Linked DNA regions of Hordeum vulgare: regions 1 and 3 are each linked to region 2. Evidence: chromatin contacts called from public Hi-C data. All regions are on one chromosome and are shown on one strand. The core of a region is the stretch at or near the end of the contact, and the rest is flanking DNA. Distances in the headings are between cores, read along the strand shown.

Region 1 (4,557 bases), core at 815-3,314, 690 kb before region 2:
ACTAAAAAATAATCCAGTTTCTGAGGCTTCACTTTATCTGCAGCTGAAGCATTCACTGGTAGATCCATCGACAAATTATGATTGAATTTTTCAACATGCAAAGCATCATCCATCTGTGGAAATACAAATCTAAATTACAATAGTGCTTTCACTAAATAGTCAAGTATTAATGCAGTATTTTTATTAAGGGCTACAAATCTGTTTAAGGAAATTCAAACGGAATGGACACGGCTTCGCTAACCCAAAAATTTACTAATTTACTAATGTGAAAACTCATCTGATTACCATGCCACGTAAAAGTTGGAGTACTCATCAAGACTAGTTCGGAATGCACTGAATAAAGTATTAATTGGGCTTTAAAGAATCCGTACCTGTTTAAACAGATACAGGACATACTGTCAATACTAAATAACAAATAGAGTAAATTTCCACATTGTACATCCTAAAACAAAACTATCAGTTAATATTGATGCCACAAGATTTATTGTACTTCTAAGAAGACAAAGAGTTCACGAGTGCAATGTTCTTTAACCTATTAGGGAGTCGTATCCAGATTTTCTAGCAGTCCAAATTTCAGCATTCCATTCTTGTCTCTCATCCGTTGTATATAGAAGAGGATAATTCAATATCCTGTTCAGCTCTTCTCATATAAGTATGTTTATATAAACTACTAGAACCCATGGCTTCTAGACATTTTCCCAGTAAATTCTACAACTTTTATCATATATTTTTTATTTATTTGCTTCTGCTTGATTTAGTAATCCTAACCTAATTCTGATATTACATAACAAAATTTACTAGTAGCAGATAATACAAGCCGATTCCATAAAAAGCTAATATCATTATAAGTTTATATACTATTCATAGTTGTCATATACAGTACAGAGACTTTTCAATGAAAAGAAACGCAGAGTCTTTGCGTTTTCTCGAAAAAAAAATATACAGTACAGAGACTTGAATCTAGAACATGTTTTACCATTAAAAACTCATAAAACGCCTCAACTGCTAAAAACATTAGTGACATGTGGAGGTTTTATTTAGCTGTAACTAGTAAATCAAAATGTTGTAAAACAATCTCATTGTGTAAACTTGGACAGCGGCAACGTGAATACTCCATAGTCCATAAGTAATTCCTCTTTTTCTTTATTTTGCCCATCACTGAACTTGATTATACCAGTAACTTAAATCACCAGAGATACTTCCATTCCTAGCCTACCATATCGGAAGCTGTTAGCATCCTACAAACCTACAGTCTTTAGAAAGACGAGTTCTTCCTTGTAGTTAGTCCGGACAATAGTTCTGCATAGTGCATACTATGTTTTAAATCTTCACCAAGTAATAAAAAAAAAATATGATGTCTGTTTTATAGCTACACTGTCTAAATCAAAGTTTGATCATCCTAACACATGCCACTCTTGAATTACAAAGGCGTGCATCTGGATCTAAATGTTTGCTTTATGAAACCACATACCACCTTGCCGGCCGTGTAACTGAAGGAAAACGCAAAATAATCATCAACGACGAGAAGATACTCCTTACAGTTCCAAGCTCATGATTTCACCAATGCCTCACCCCAAAATAAGCATCAAAGACTACTTCTCCTGGCATTAGTTGAGTTCCTATGTGCTAGCAAATGTAACCAATTTATAACTACCTACGTGAACACAGAGACGGCTCGGCACACAGAACTAACCGGTAATCAAGCCACAATGAGGGGAGCAGACTGGAAGAAAAATCACCATGGTGCATTTTCCCTGGGTGTAGTACAAGCACGTGGGCTTCCACGGCCGCCTGGAGGTGGGCCTCGGGGCTCCCGCCACCTCCCCCTCCTCCCTCGCAGTAGGAGGGAGAGGAGAAGCTTGGGAAATACTGGCATCGATGGGGAGGCTTCTTGGGTGAGAGAGGCGACGAGTCGACACAGAGGAGGTAGAGAAGGGGCGCAGGAAGGAATGGAGCAGGGAGGAGGTGGTGGTGGAGGAGGGGAGGAGGAGGAGGAGGGAAGAAGACGAAACCCTAGCGAGCGCCATTCCAAACGATGCTCCCGGCTGAGTTGCGGGAAGCTGCTGCGGATAGGGGATCGGATCGGATGGACTGGGTCCGACCGTCCGAGAGCCAGTTTGTTGGGCTCATGGGCTAGAGCCTGCTCTTCTGGTGCAGAAGCATGGAAAAGGCCTAAGGCCTGTTTGTTAGGTTGCATCTTTTTTTTTTTTGAACATCGGCAAGTATTATTAGGTAAGTAGCATGTCCTTTACAATAAATGGGATCAGGAAGTCTGGAGGTTTATCATGCCACACCCCATATTCCTGTCCCTCAAAACTAAAACGAGCAAGCTCATGGGCACACCCATTAGCTTCATGCACACAATGACTTACAGTCACCCTGCGAAAAGAACTTATCAACTTTCGACAATCGTCGGTAATCGCTGCTCCCGACGCCCGATACTCGAACGGATTCTGTATAGCCTGCACAATCTCCATAGAATCGCTCTCGATATTGATATCGAGAATACCCACCCCTCGGCAAGTCGTAAACCTAGTAGCAAAGTTAATGCCTCCATCGTAGGAGCATAAGAGCATGTTGCCTGAATTCCACCGCTGCAGCAATAAACCCTCATTTGAAGTCCCGTAGAATTGCACCACATGAACCACCCCTCTGTCCACATGGTATGGCGTGTCCACGTTCAATTTTATACATCCCGATGCCGGCCTAGACCAGCAAATATCCCTCTGAGGAACTGTCTTCTTCTCGGCACACCAATTGGCAACAATCCCTCTAATTTGTAAGGCAGATCGTGTCGGGGTTGCAACCTCCTCATCATGTGAAATCTGTCGCCGTTCCCACCATATATACCAACATGCAACAAGGATCAGCTCCACCGCATTATCTCCAGGAACTTGCACCCCCCCCCCTTGTAACTTTGAGCACAAAATCTCATCCAAAATCAGTGATCCTGACCTGTACTGCGACGCGACAGCTGTCACACAATCTCTGAGACCTAATTCTTCCCATACCTCTGAAGCTCTTTGGCAAATGAAAAGCATGTGTATGAGGGCTTCTGGGTCAATTTTACACACAAAGGCAAGTTACCGGCGTCTTTATAAGCCTGTTCGCAAAAGTACAATAACAAGGCACAATATCGTGCAGCGTCCTCCAAATAAAAGTAAGCACCTTGGGAGGGGCCTCGTCTCCCAAGGTATTTTCCAAACCGGATGAGAATCACTTCTTCCTCCTCCTGTTACAATCCCAACTCTGATTCTGTATTCTGCCTTCCACTCTGCATGATATGCTGATCTCACTGTGATGCAACCAGACTTACAAAATTGCCAAGCAATGAAATCCTGTTGATCTTGAGATGAAAGTGGAATTTGTAAAATTCTTGAAACATCAATAGGCCAGAAATTATCTTGTATAAGTTGTACATCCCATTCACCCGTGGTAGGGTCAATTAGATCATGTACCGTCTCTAGTAGACAATGACCCCTAGGAGATAGAGCACGCCGATCGTAGGCTCAAGGTATTCAAAGATCAGGCCATTTTTTTATAGAAGCCCCATTACCTGGTCTCCAAATGGCACCCCTCTTGAGGGTCTTTAGACCAGACATGATACTACGCCACGTAAAAGAAGATCTTTTTTAAGTACAGCAGCAAAAGAAATCCCCATCTGAATAATACTTAGCTCGTAGCACCTGAGCACATAATGACTCAGGTTCAGACAAAAGTCTCCAACACTGCTTAGCAAGCATAGCCTGGTTAAAACAATGTAGATCGCGAAAACCCATGCCTCCTTGTTTTTTTGTATACACATTTTCCATTAAGCTTTCCAATGCATTTTTCTTTGGTCCTCGGAGCCGCCCCACCAGTACCTCGCTATTGCATTACAAATACCTTTGCAAATTTTCTTAGGCAAAATGAAAATTGACATTGCATACACTGGTATAGACTGTGTCACTGATTTTAGCAGTGTTTCCTTTCCACTAGTTGATAGCATCCTAGCATTCCACCCGTCAATAAGAGCCCAAACTCTATCAACAAGATGTTGAAAACAATCGCTACAATCAACACCCACATGTGAGGGTAAAACGAGATATTTATCCGTCATTGCCTCAACCATAATATTAAGTTGGGAACACAATTGTTCTCTTACCTCCACTCTAGTATTGGGACTAAAAAAGATACTAGATTTGGCATCACTTACCAATTGGCCATAGCTGCCATAGTACATGTCAAGTGCACTCCGGAGGGACGTGGCATTCGACGTATCCGCTCTCATCAAGATCAGAGAATCATCAGCAAAAAGCAGGTGTGAAACTGATGGTGCCCCGCGACACACTCTAATCCATTGGATACCACCGACCTCCTCCTCGTGCGCTAACAGACTAGAAAGTCCTTCAAACAAATCAAGAACAAGTAGGGTGACAGGGGGTCTCCCTATCGTAAGCCTCTGGTGGGTGTAAAAATCTCTGTCTCTTCCGAATTAAACCAAACCCTATTCACACTGGTTACACATGCCATAATCATCTCCACCCAGGCATCATCAAAACCAAGCTTGATCATCAT
Region 2 (5,053 bases), core at 1,574-4,073:
GGTCGCCGCCGGGGATGATCCCCTTGAGCGTCTTCATCATCTTCTTCATCCGTTCCTTCTTCCTCTCGCCGCCTCCGCCGGCGCCGGTGACGTTGCCAGTCGGGCTGACGCTCACCACGTACCCGGAGGAGCAGGTGGAGTCCGGCGAGCCCCCTCCGCGGCACGCAGGCGTGCGACCCGTGCTCAGCACGTCGTCCTCCTCGTCGCCGTCCCCGGAGCTCATCAGCGCGTCGATCTCGTCGGTGTCCTCCTTCTGCCGGATTGAGCACTCGCCGCCGTCCTGGTCGCCGCCGTAGTAGGTGCTCTTGCCGACGTAGTTCTGGTCGTAGCCGCCGTTGTTGCAGTGCTGCTGGTCGTAGCCCCCGGAGGAGCCGAAGTTGTTGGCCAGCGACGGGTGGTACATGACCCTGCTCCGGTCATAGGTCTGATCAAAGATGACGTAGTTCTTGGGGCAGGTGTCCGACGGCTGGAACTCGAGCCCGGTGAGCGGAGCCGGGAAATCGTGCTGCCTCCGTCCGGCGAGCGGGTCCTCATAGGCAGGCGGCGCCGCCGCGGGGTACCGGTCGTTGGTGTAGTAACCTCCTCCGGCTCCGTTGCCGTACCCGGCCATGTCATAGCCGGCACCGTAGCCACCGCCGTAACCATACCCGTAGCCGGCGCCGTAGCCACCGTACCCGTAGCCTGGATCTCCCTGCATCACTTCACTTGCTGCTGCTAGCTGCTCGATCAACTCCTACAGATGTCTTTGTGGATGGATGGGTTTGGTGGAGAATTCAAGGGAAATGACAGGTGTTGCTTTCGAAGGGAAGGAAAACGAACAAGAAGAATTCAATGGTGGTTCGGGTTAGCTGGAGCTGGACTTTCTCAGGTTCAATTCAAAATTGATTCGGTTAGTTTAAGGCTATTTTGGATGGAGTGTCTGGTCGATGTGGTGGATTCTGTGGTGGAATCTACGTCACGGGCTTGAGCAGCTGGCGGAAGTATTCGGCCTGCAAGCAGGAAGGCAGTGGCAAGATACGTTAGTGAACGATCACGATCAGACAGTCAAACATAAGTTACAAAAGAAATGGAAGCGCAAACATGAGTAGTAGTATGATGGAAGTGCATGCAATGTATGACCATGACTTATGATGCATCTACTTGTTCTGAAGCGTGGCGAGATTGCCCAGCGTGAGAACAGAGCAAGATGAGAGCAGAGCGTGGCAGCGACTAGTCTTTGAGAGAGACTGAACATGAATGCATACATGCACGAACAGAACAGAGTAGGCGACTAGCATATAGCACTCGTAAAAAGCAAAGGGTACTTGGCTGCAAGTAATGATCATGGTTGTACAAAGCGTACTGTAGTACACTAAAACATAGCACAGGCCAGCCATCCCACTCGATTCTCCAAGGGAAATGCCCTAATAGTACCAGCAATGTGGGTATCTAATTCTGTTTGCCGATACTTGCAACTTGTTATTACTGGATAAATCTGAACTTACATGAACTATGGCTACTGTTTCAGTACGAAACTACGATACTGGAACCAGAGGAACTACAGAATGTGCTGTCTTTTTTCCATACAATCCGAAAAATGTAACTACAGAGCGTACTGTAATGCGAAATTAGGATTCACTGGCGTGTCAACTGGCATTATGAATCAAACGAACTGTTTTATATTTCATGTAGTACCTTACGATCTAGTACTGCTAACTGTTTTATTTTAACTATGTATATATGTCAAGGAGTACTGGTAGTACGCTAGCAAGCGAACAAGCGCACGAACATGCTCCCCTGTGTGAGGCAGAGAATACAAAACCAAAGCAGCGGTGTAGTACTACTAGTAGCTGCAAGCCTGCAGCTCCCATCTTTTGTCGACCAACAAAAGAAAAAAGCAAAACAAAAAGACAGTGCTTGAAAACGCCATGTCTTTTTCTTTTGACCACTAACAAGCCACTTTGTCAACACGCCCGTGGACGTCGAGTTCCGTCAAAACGCGGGCGGGCCCCGATCGCAAGCTTTGCTGTCTGCATGCAACAGCATTCGGGCCGGCATTTCCTTTCCTTTCGTATCAAACACTAACGGACAGCACCAATGAGAGGAAAGTTGCTGCTTATCTACAACTATACTAGAAGATGAGATGATGCATCATGATTCCCGCTCCCACTACTGATGCTCAAAAGCTAGGAAGAAACCAGCAGGAAGAATTAATCTGAAGCTAAACAAGTAGCAGGAGTAGTAGCAGAAAGAAGAACATTGTAGCAGCAGCAGCTTACTAGTTTTTCGGTGCGGGAGGCTCTGTCCTCACCTGGCAGACCTGCGTCAATCTGTAGTAACACGCGACGGCGCCACTTGTCATAACGATCGCGTCAGGCCCGTTGAACCCAGCTCGCATGTCCTCCCGGAGCGCTGCCTATCGGCGGAGCGGCGGCGATGATGATCAGAGGACGACGACATGGGAGAACACCCACGGCATCCTACTCTGCATCATCAAACGGAGACGGCATCAGGTCAAGGCACTGCGCAGCAGAGCAGGCGAGCGAGAGATGTAGTAATGGCGATGGCTTGCGTGGTTACCAGTCAGTGGACGAGGTGCGTATGGTATGGATGATCTGGGTGGATGGTGGAGAGCACAGCAGGAAGAACAGAGCGGGTGGATGGATGGGTGGATGGGTGGAAGGCGCGGGGTTTTATACAAGGGACGATGAAGCGGGAGCGGGGGGCGTTGGATGCTCGGATTGGTGCGTGCGTGCGTGGGTTGAAGCCTCTCTCCGTCTCCCTCTCTGTATTGATTCTTTTTTGCCTTGCACTCCTTTTGAGTAGATACATACGTCCAGTACAGAGAGGAAGGGGGAGGAGGAGGATGGCGAGCAGTGATGGAAACGAATGAATGAATGGGGGCGGGGGCGGGGGCGGGGGGAGAGAGGGAACGAAATTAATGAGGTGGCGTGCGCACTCGATGGGTTCGTGCTCGCTGTGGGTGCGCGTGCCGCTTCCCACCGCGCCCGAGCCCTCGGACCGCCCCGCGGCCCACGCCGTTTGCACCATGACGCGCGGGCCCGGGGGAGAGGGGCGGCCCGCAAGTCTGTGACAGTAGTAAGGCCACCGCACGGCGGTTGAGAGAGAGGAGGAGAGGCCCCGGTCGGTCAATGGAGGTGGGCATCGTGGCAGGGCAATCCAAGCACGAAGCAAGCCGAGCCGCATGCACGCACGCACGCACGCGCCCGCCATTGAGTGCATGCACGAACGGGTGGCGCGCCGTCGGATCGGGATCGGGCGGCGGAGGGGGCGGGCGCCGTCGGCGTGCCCGCCGCGGCCATCGATCGATGCTGGCTAGGGCCGCGTCCCGTCCCCCCGGTGGTGGTAGGGTAGGCGCCGGCGGGGCGGGGCGGGGCGGGATAGTCATGGCGGCGCGCCGGGGCGGCCGGGGGGACAGCCATCATGGCCAAGGAGTACTGGCAGCGGGGCTTGCCCCGATGGACCACCGGACATGCGAGATTACTCATCGAGATACTACTTCACGTGCTGTCTCCTAGTGGATTACACTCGCCTCGCCCCCGCCCTGCTTTGCCAATTGCGATTTCCTTCTGGTTTTGCTTCCGTTCATTCATTACAAAAGTCGTGACACACTGCTGCTGCTGCTAGTTCAAATCCAAGTAAATTCCATTGCTTGGTAGCGTAGGGAATTTCGGTAGTAGAAAAATGGGGCGTAGCAAACGGGTGATCGACACACATGCCCGGTAGAGCATGATAGCCATGCGACATATGGCACTGGCGTCACCGGGGCGTCACTCGGCCCGCGCCGCCTGATTGGTGTGTGCGGAGGCCCGTGCGACCGGAGAATCATGGGCGCCACCGGAGGCAGCCGCTGGCAGTGATGGTGTAGCGGCGCAGGGGAACGGCCCGATGCAACCGCCATTATAGGCCATCAAACGCCCTGCCCTGCCCTGCCCTGCCCTGCCTCGTTGCATCGCGACGCAGCTCGACCGCCCTCTCCTCCTCTCCTCCTACTACGTACGTACTACTCCCGCTGAAAGGCGGGGACCCGCCCTAGACCACGTCCAGGGCGCACACTCCACGCCGTAGGCGCTCTCGTGTCGGGGGAGGCGCGCCGCGCCGTGGAGGCCATCATCGCCGTCAAATGCCATGATGCGCCCGGCCCCCGATCGAGCGTTCGCGTCACGACGGGGGCCGAAGACCGCCATGTCGTCCGTCCGGCATTGGCTTGCCGACTCGCTCCAACGCCGGGCGCAGAGCTCCGATTTCCTGCGTAGGTAGAGTTCTAGTACTACTAGCCAGCACAGCCTGTCAACGCAGCGGGGCCGGCTTCAGGCACGACTGTACGTGAATTGTTTCGAGCACCGGGCGCGTGCGTGCATGAACTGCGTCCGGCCGACTTTCGGAGTGACTTGGATTCACGTGCTAATCATTGACTACCAAACGTATTTGCAGTGAGATTTCCGCAAGTGCTGCCGTGTAAGTAATCTCAGCTATCACTAGTACAACGTCTCAACAAACCACCAAAGTACGCATGGTCCTTGTAGGAGGAGTTTGGGGGCATTTTGACGACGGACATGTGCGCACACCCCAACCATGCCCAAGATCTAATTTTCAGCCACAAATAGTAGTGTTGAGCTAACCATATCACCTAAAAATTTACTATATTTAGGTGCTTTACATGCAAGAATCACACTGCAAGCGCTAATTAAGCTTAGAAACTTGATATATTCGGAGCCTATCCTTCATTGTAATGCTAGATTCATCACTGGTTAGAGTACATATATCCCAACTCTCAAAAACATTTATTTTCACTCTTTTAATCTAAACTAGGATGATCATTCGATGTGTCAGAACATGTTTGAAAAAAGAGAGTTTATTGCTAGTATTGCCAGAACATGTTTCTGGACTCTCACTATCATTTTATTTAAGGGGTGTTAATCTAAAGTATATTGCTTTTCTGACATGACAATTCAGCTTAGTTTGTTTTTCCATAATGTTTGTGTGGTAAAAGCAAACTCAACATCGATAATTTTGAATTGCATTTTAAATAAATATTAAATTATGGAAAGTT
Region 3 (4,709 bases), core at 2,054-4,553, 670 kb before region 2:
CACCGGCTCTCCATGCCTATGCTAATGGTCGTCGTCGCAAGTGTGTGATCCTGCACTTGCAATCGAAGCAACGGCTCCTTCTTAGCCAGGGCCATCCAGCTTATGGGTTCCGAGGAGCCTAAGTTGGCAGGTATGCGTCACGATTTGTGGGATTAGACACAGCGTATTTCCTCACAAGAGAATGAGGAGCTATCGCTCTCGTTTTTGCCCAAAGAAATCAATGACGCGCTCTGTGCAATGGACTTGGACACTGCTCCAGGCCCTGATAGTTTGCCTGTTGCGATGTTCCGTAGGTTCTGACCTGCTCTGAAAGGCATCTTTTTTGCCATTTTTAACGGGTTTGCGTTATGAACCATAGATATCTCTCGCCTCAACTTTTGTTATTCTCTCGCCAATCCCGAAAGTGCAAGGTGTAAACAATATCCGTCAGTTTTAGGCCGATTGCTCCCAACAATGTCCCTTACCTTCTAAAACTATGCGTCAAAGCATGTGATTCCCGTATGGCTCCGATACTACATAGGGTTATTCATAGATGCCATTCTGCGTTTGTCAGGGTCCGTTTCATCCTGGAGGGCCCCATTGTGCTCCAGGAGATTGCTCATGAGCTTAAACTCACAAAACAACGAGCGATTCTCCTTAAACTGGACTTTGATTAGGCCTATGACCGGGTTAACCAGGTCTTCTTGCGGGAAGTGCTGCTTTGTAATGGCTTCGCGGCAGGGTAGGTGCACCAGGTCTTGCAGCCCTTTCTACTATGTTTGACATGGCCAAACTAGCAGGTCACATCAAAGGGGTTATGGCCCACTTTATCCATGTGGGGGTGGGGGGGGGGGGGGGGGTTGCAAGTGCAATATGCAGACAACACGATCCTGCTTTTTGAGCCGAATCAGCATAGCATCCGCCGCTGTTAATTTGCTGCTGCTTTGTTTCGAGTTGATCTCCAGCCTGAAAATTAGTTTCCACAAGTGCGAGGTGGTGTACATGGGGTTGGACATCGCTGAGGGTAGGAGGGTTGCAGACCTTCTCAATTGCAAGTTACCCAATTTCCCCATTTCTTACCTGGGTCTCCCAGTCTCCACCAAAAACATTTCCATAGAGGAGTCGGGAACCTTTATGTGCTAAAATGGCGAGCAGGGTTTGCCCGTGATAGCAAATTTATGTCTTCTGGGGCTGATCCTTACCAATTCTAGCTTGTCTTCGCTGCCCATGTTTACCATGGGTATTTTCCTCCTAGCTGATGAGGTTCATGCTAGGCTGGACTCGCCTAGTTCCAGGTTCTTTTGAGAAGGAGCTGGTTCCAAGCATAAACATCACATGGTCAAATGGGCGGCAATATGCTACCCAAAGAACCAGGGAGGGCTAGGGGTGATAAACTCCAAACTCATGAACGTAGCTCTCCTTTCCAAGTGGATCTGAAAACTTTACCAAAATGCTTTGGGGCTTTGGCCGGATTTTCTTAAAGCCAAACATGTTCCCAAAGGATCCTTCTCCGAGTCTGCTGCCCGCGGCTCGCCGTTCTGGAATGGGATCGAAGTGGCTTTTGCCTTGGGGGCTAAATTTGATGTTAACAACGGTGATCAATTCGTTTTTGGTTCGACTCGTGGTCGTGCGTGGATATTCAGCAGCTTTGGATGGAGTTCCAGGCCCTGTTTTTGCTTGAGGTTGAGCCAAACATTTTGGTGGCAGAGGCTTTGCGTTCCTCACCACCGGTCATTGCCTTTCGCCGTGAGCTCCCCCCCATCGAGTGTGGCAGCTGGGGCTTGCCGTGTGCTAAGGTGGGTTCGATTAGCTTGAATAACAATCCTGATAAAGTGTGATGGCACCTCTCTTCCTTGGGGCAGTTATCGTTTAAATCGTTGTATGCCAAACTTACCAAGGGCCCTGTTTTGAATGTAGCCAGGGAGCTTTGGAAAGCCAGAGTTCCCCTTAAAGTCAAGATTATCTTATGGCAAATGTTCCATAATCGTCTCCCTAACCCGGTCATGTTGCCCTACCCCGGTCAATGTTGCCAAGCGCAATGGACCTTCCGAGGGCCAATTTCCTGTGCGTTCAGTATAGGAGGATGCCAAGCACACATTCTTTTGCTGTCATTTAGCTAAATTTGCTTGGATTGCTGTTAGTGAGGCCATGGGGGTGAGCTGGAACCCTGCTTCTTGTGCCGATTTGCTTACTTGCTTATCTTCTGTGCATGGTTCTTCTAAACGTGTGATGTGAAGCTGTGTTGGGGCATTCCTTTGGTCACTTTTGGCATTTCCATAACAAGATAACGATCGAGGGGGTGTTTCCGTCGCACCCAGCTGACTGAATCGTTAAATGCATCCTGTTTTTGCAGGAACGGGCTCGGCTGGGGAGGCGTCAAGACGCTAACTAAGCTCCGTCAGATCAACAGTATCGCCAGGTCTTCACATGTCGCCTCTTAGGGTAATTGCGACTTTTGGTGTGCCGAGCCTGCGTGCTCTGTTCGGGCTGATGGACCCGTAAGCTGACTATTTCTATCTGGTTGTGTGAACCTTTTCGTATGACTATTTCTATCTGGTTGTGTGAAGCTTTTCGTACCGTCTGTTCTATGTACTCTGCCTGTTGTGTGGGCTTCGTTCTACATACTGTATTTTGCGAATCAATCCCAATGTGTCTTAAATGTGTTGATTTGAAATATTTTGCATGAAAGAATACATGAAGTTTGATGGCGAGGGGAAGTGTCAATGAAGTAGGTACCAGAGGAAGAAGTGGACGCCGACCTTGATGGCGAGGGAGTGGTCGTAGACGCCGAGGCACTCGAGCAGCGCGAGCTTGCGAAGCTCGGCGTCGGGCCCTGGCTCCGTGAGCCAGCCACGGAACACGCCCCTGCGCGCGAGGTACCCGATCCGTCGCATGGTGGCCTCCCTCTGCCCCTCCTTCCCCTCGTTGTAGTCCGGCGACACGAACACCTTGTCGCCGGCGCGGCGGGGGCAGAAGAGCGGGCTCTCCTCCATCGCGCCGTACGCCCAGTCGCGCTCCCTCAGGTGGTGCCCGTCGAGGAGCGCGCGGAGCTCCATCGGCGCGAACGCCGGCGGGGCCTCGGACGATTCCGGGGGCGCGTAGCTCAGGCACGGGGAGAAGTGCAGCCCCGCCACGGCGGCGGCGGCACCGGGGGGGAGGCCAGCGAGGTGGCGGGCGATCGCCGCCGCGCGGCGGGCAGCTGCGGTGGGAGAAGCGTCCATCAGCGTCACGCGTCTGGAATTGGTTGGCGAGTCAACGAGGATTGGTGGGTTGGATTGGGAGGGAGGGGAGGGGAGGGGGGCAGATTAGAACAGAGGAGGGAGAAGCTTGCGAGATGTTCCAAGCTCCAGGCCAACGGATATTTCAAGAGAGAATAATAATGCCACCCACGGCCGCAACGGAAAGAAAAAATTCTGACGTACGGCCGCAACGGAATTGGTACTCTCTCCTATCCATTACTCCGTATCAACTAACTCTCCTTTAGTCTAGGCCATCAATTAATAAGTGTACGCGTACACTTCAATTCTTGCGAGTACTACCATAAAGATTTCCCTGTTTGATCATTTTATTGCGGATCTGGTGTAGCTGCAACATGGATGATGGATGAAAATGAATTGAAAGCGATGTTGTTTTACAATTTTTTACTTGAAACTCCCAGGTAAAAAGACGGAGAGCTGCTACACACAAGACAGATTTTAGACTGTTGAAACTAATCGAGCGGGAAGGAGGGACAAACAAATAAGAATGAACTTGTGTAGTCTTTAGGGTAACTCCAACGGACCGACCCAAAGGGACGATAATTTTGTTCGTTTTTTGTCCGTTTGGGTCGGCCAGACGGACACGAACGTCCGTTTCGATGTTTGAGTCGACACATGCGTCGAACGCTGACTCGATCCATTTTTACCGGAATGCACCAAACATGCATAATTAAACATTAAAAAAGCCGGTCACGAAGGCCGACGAGAGTCCACGCGTTATATTATTATGAAAAAAGAAAAAACCCTAGGCATCCTCGGCGGCGGCAGCGAGGTCGGGCTGTGCCGGAGCGGGGGCTGGCTATGCCGGCGCGGGTAGTGCTGGTGTCGGCGGTGGCGCACCACGGACACACTCGTTCGCCAGACGCAGCGCCATCTTAGCTTGAAGGTAGGCGGCCTCCTCTGGAAGAAGCGCGCGGGGATGGACGGCGAGGGTGTTCTGGAAAAAACTAAGCGTAGCACGGGCGCGCTCGTGCGCCTGGTGCATCGCCCTCTTAGCCTGCAGGTAGACGACCTCCACTGGAAGCATCGCACGGGCATAGACGACGAGGTTGTCCCGTTGTCCATGGTTGTTGGGTCGTCGACGAGGAAACAGAGGGGTGGCGAGATGGGGACGCGGGAGGGTTCTGGAAGCAGATGGCCGAACCCCACCGCACGCTCCGATTAAACAAGGCCGACCATGGTCGCTGACGCGTGGGCCCGAGGATGACAGCCGTCATAAATTGTGTTGACCGCGGTGGTTGGGGTGGACATCGAGGGGGCACGCGCGCATCCGCTTCGCGTCCGCACCTACGCATTTCAGTCCCAAATTTGGATCGGAAATGGGTCGACGCGGACGCGAAGGGATACGTTTTGGCAATGGATCGACGCGTTGGACCATCATTTTTATCCGCACCGACCCAAACGAACGACGGACGACGAAATGGATCGTTCAATTAAAATTACTCTTATTGATCATCTTTCACAGATTATATA

The links. A called contact is a pair of places that touch in the nucleus more often than the background predicts.
Region 1: a Hi-C map of seedling shows a contact between it and region 2, with 2.4 times the contacts expected there. The contact joins the promoter of LOC123409951 here to the promoter of LOC123407791 in region 2.
Region 3: a Hi-C map of leaf shows a contact between it and region 2, with 5 times the contacts expected there. The contact joins the promoter of LOC123407389 here to the promoter of LOC123407791 in region 2. A contact is called at or near these places in 2 of 6 Hi-C or Micro-C datasets (leaf and seedling) and 1 of 1 datasets of contacts at active chromatin or transcription factors (embryo).

Annotation. Positions count from the first base shown.
Region 1 is chr7H:485,287,021-485,291,577 of MorexV3_pseudomolecules_assembly, reverse strand. LOC123409951 reads right to left here and starts at 2,064. Exons shown (of 6, transcript XM_045102821.1): 1 at 1,740-2,064; 2 at 1-113. The coding sequence starts at 2,027.
Region 2 is chr7H:484,599,373-484,604,425 of MorexV3_pseudomolecules_assembly, reverse strand. It overlaps LOC123407791 (transcription factor bHLH144-like), which reads right to left and starts at 2,823. Exons shown (of 3, transcript XM_045101010.1): 1 at 2,560-2,823; 2 at 2,291-2,464; 3 at 1-989. The coding sequence starts at 697.
Region 3 is chr7H:485,268,618-485,273,326 of MorexV3_pseudomolecules_assembly, reverse strand. LOC123407389 (acyl-coenzyme A oxidase 3, peroxisomal-like) reads right to left here and starts at 3,303. Exons shown (of 13, transcript XM_045100514.1): 1 at 2,716-3,303. The coding sequence starts at 3,200.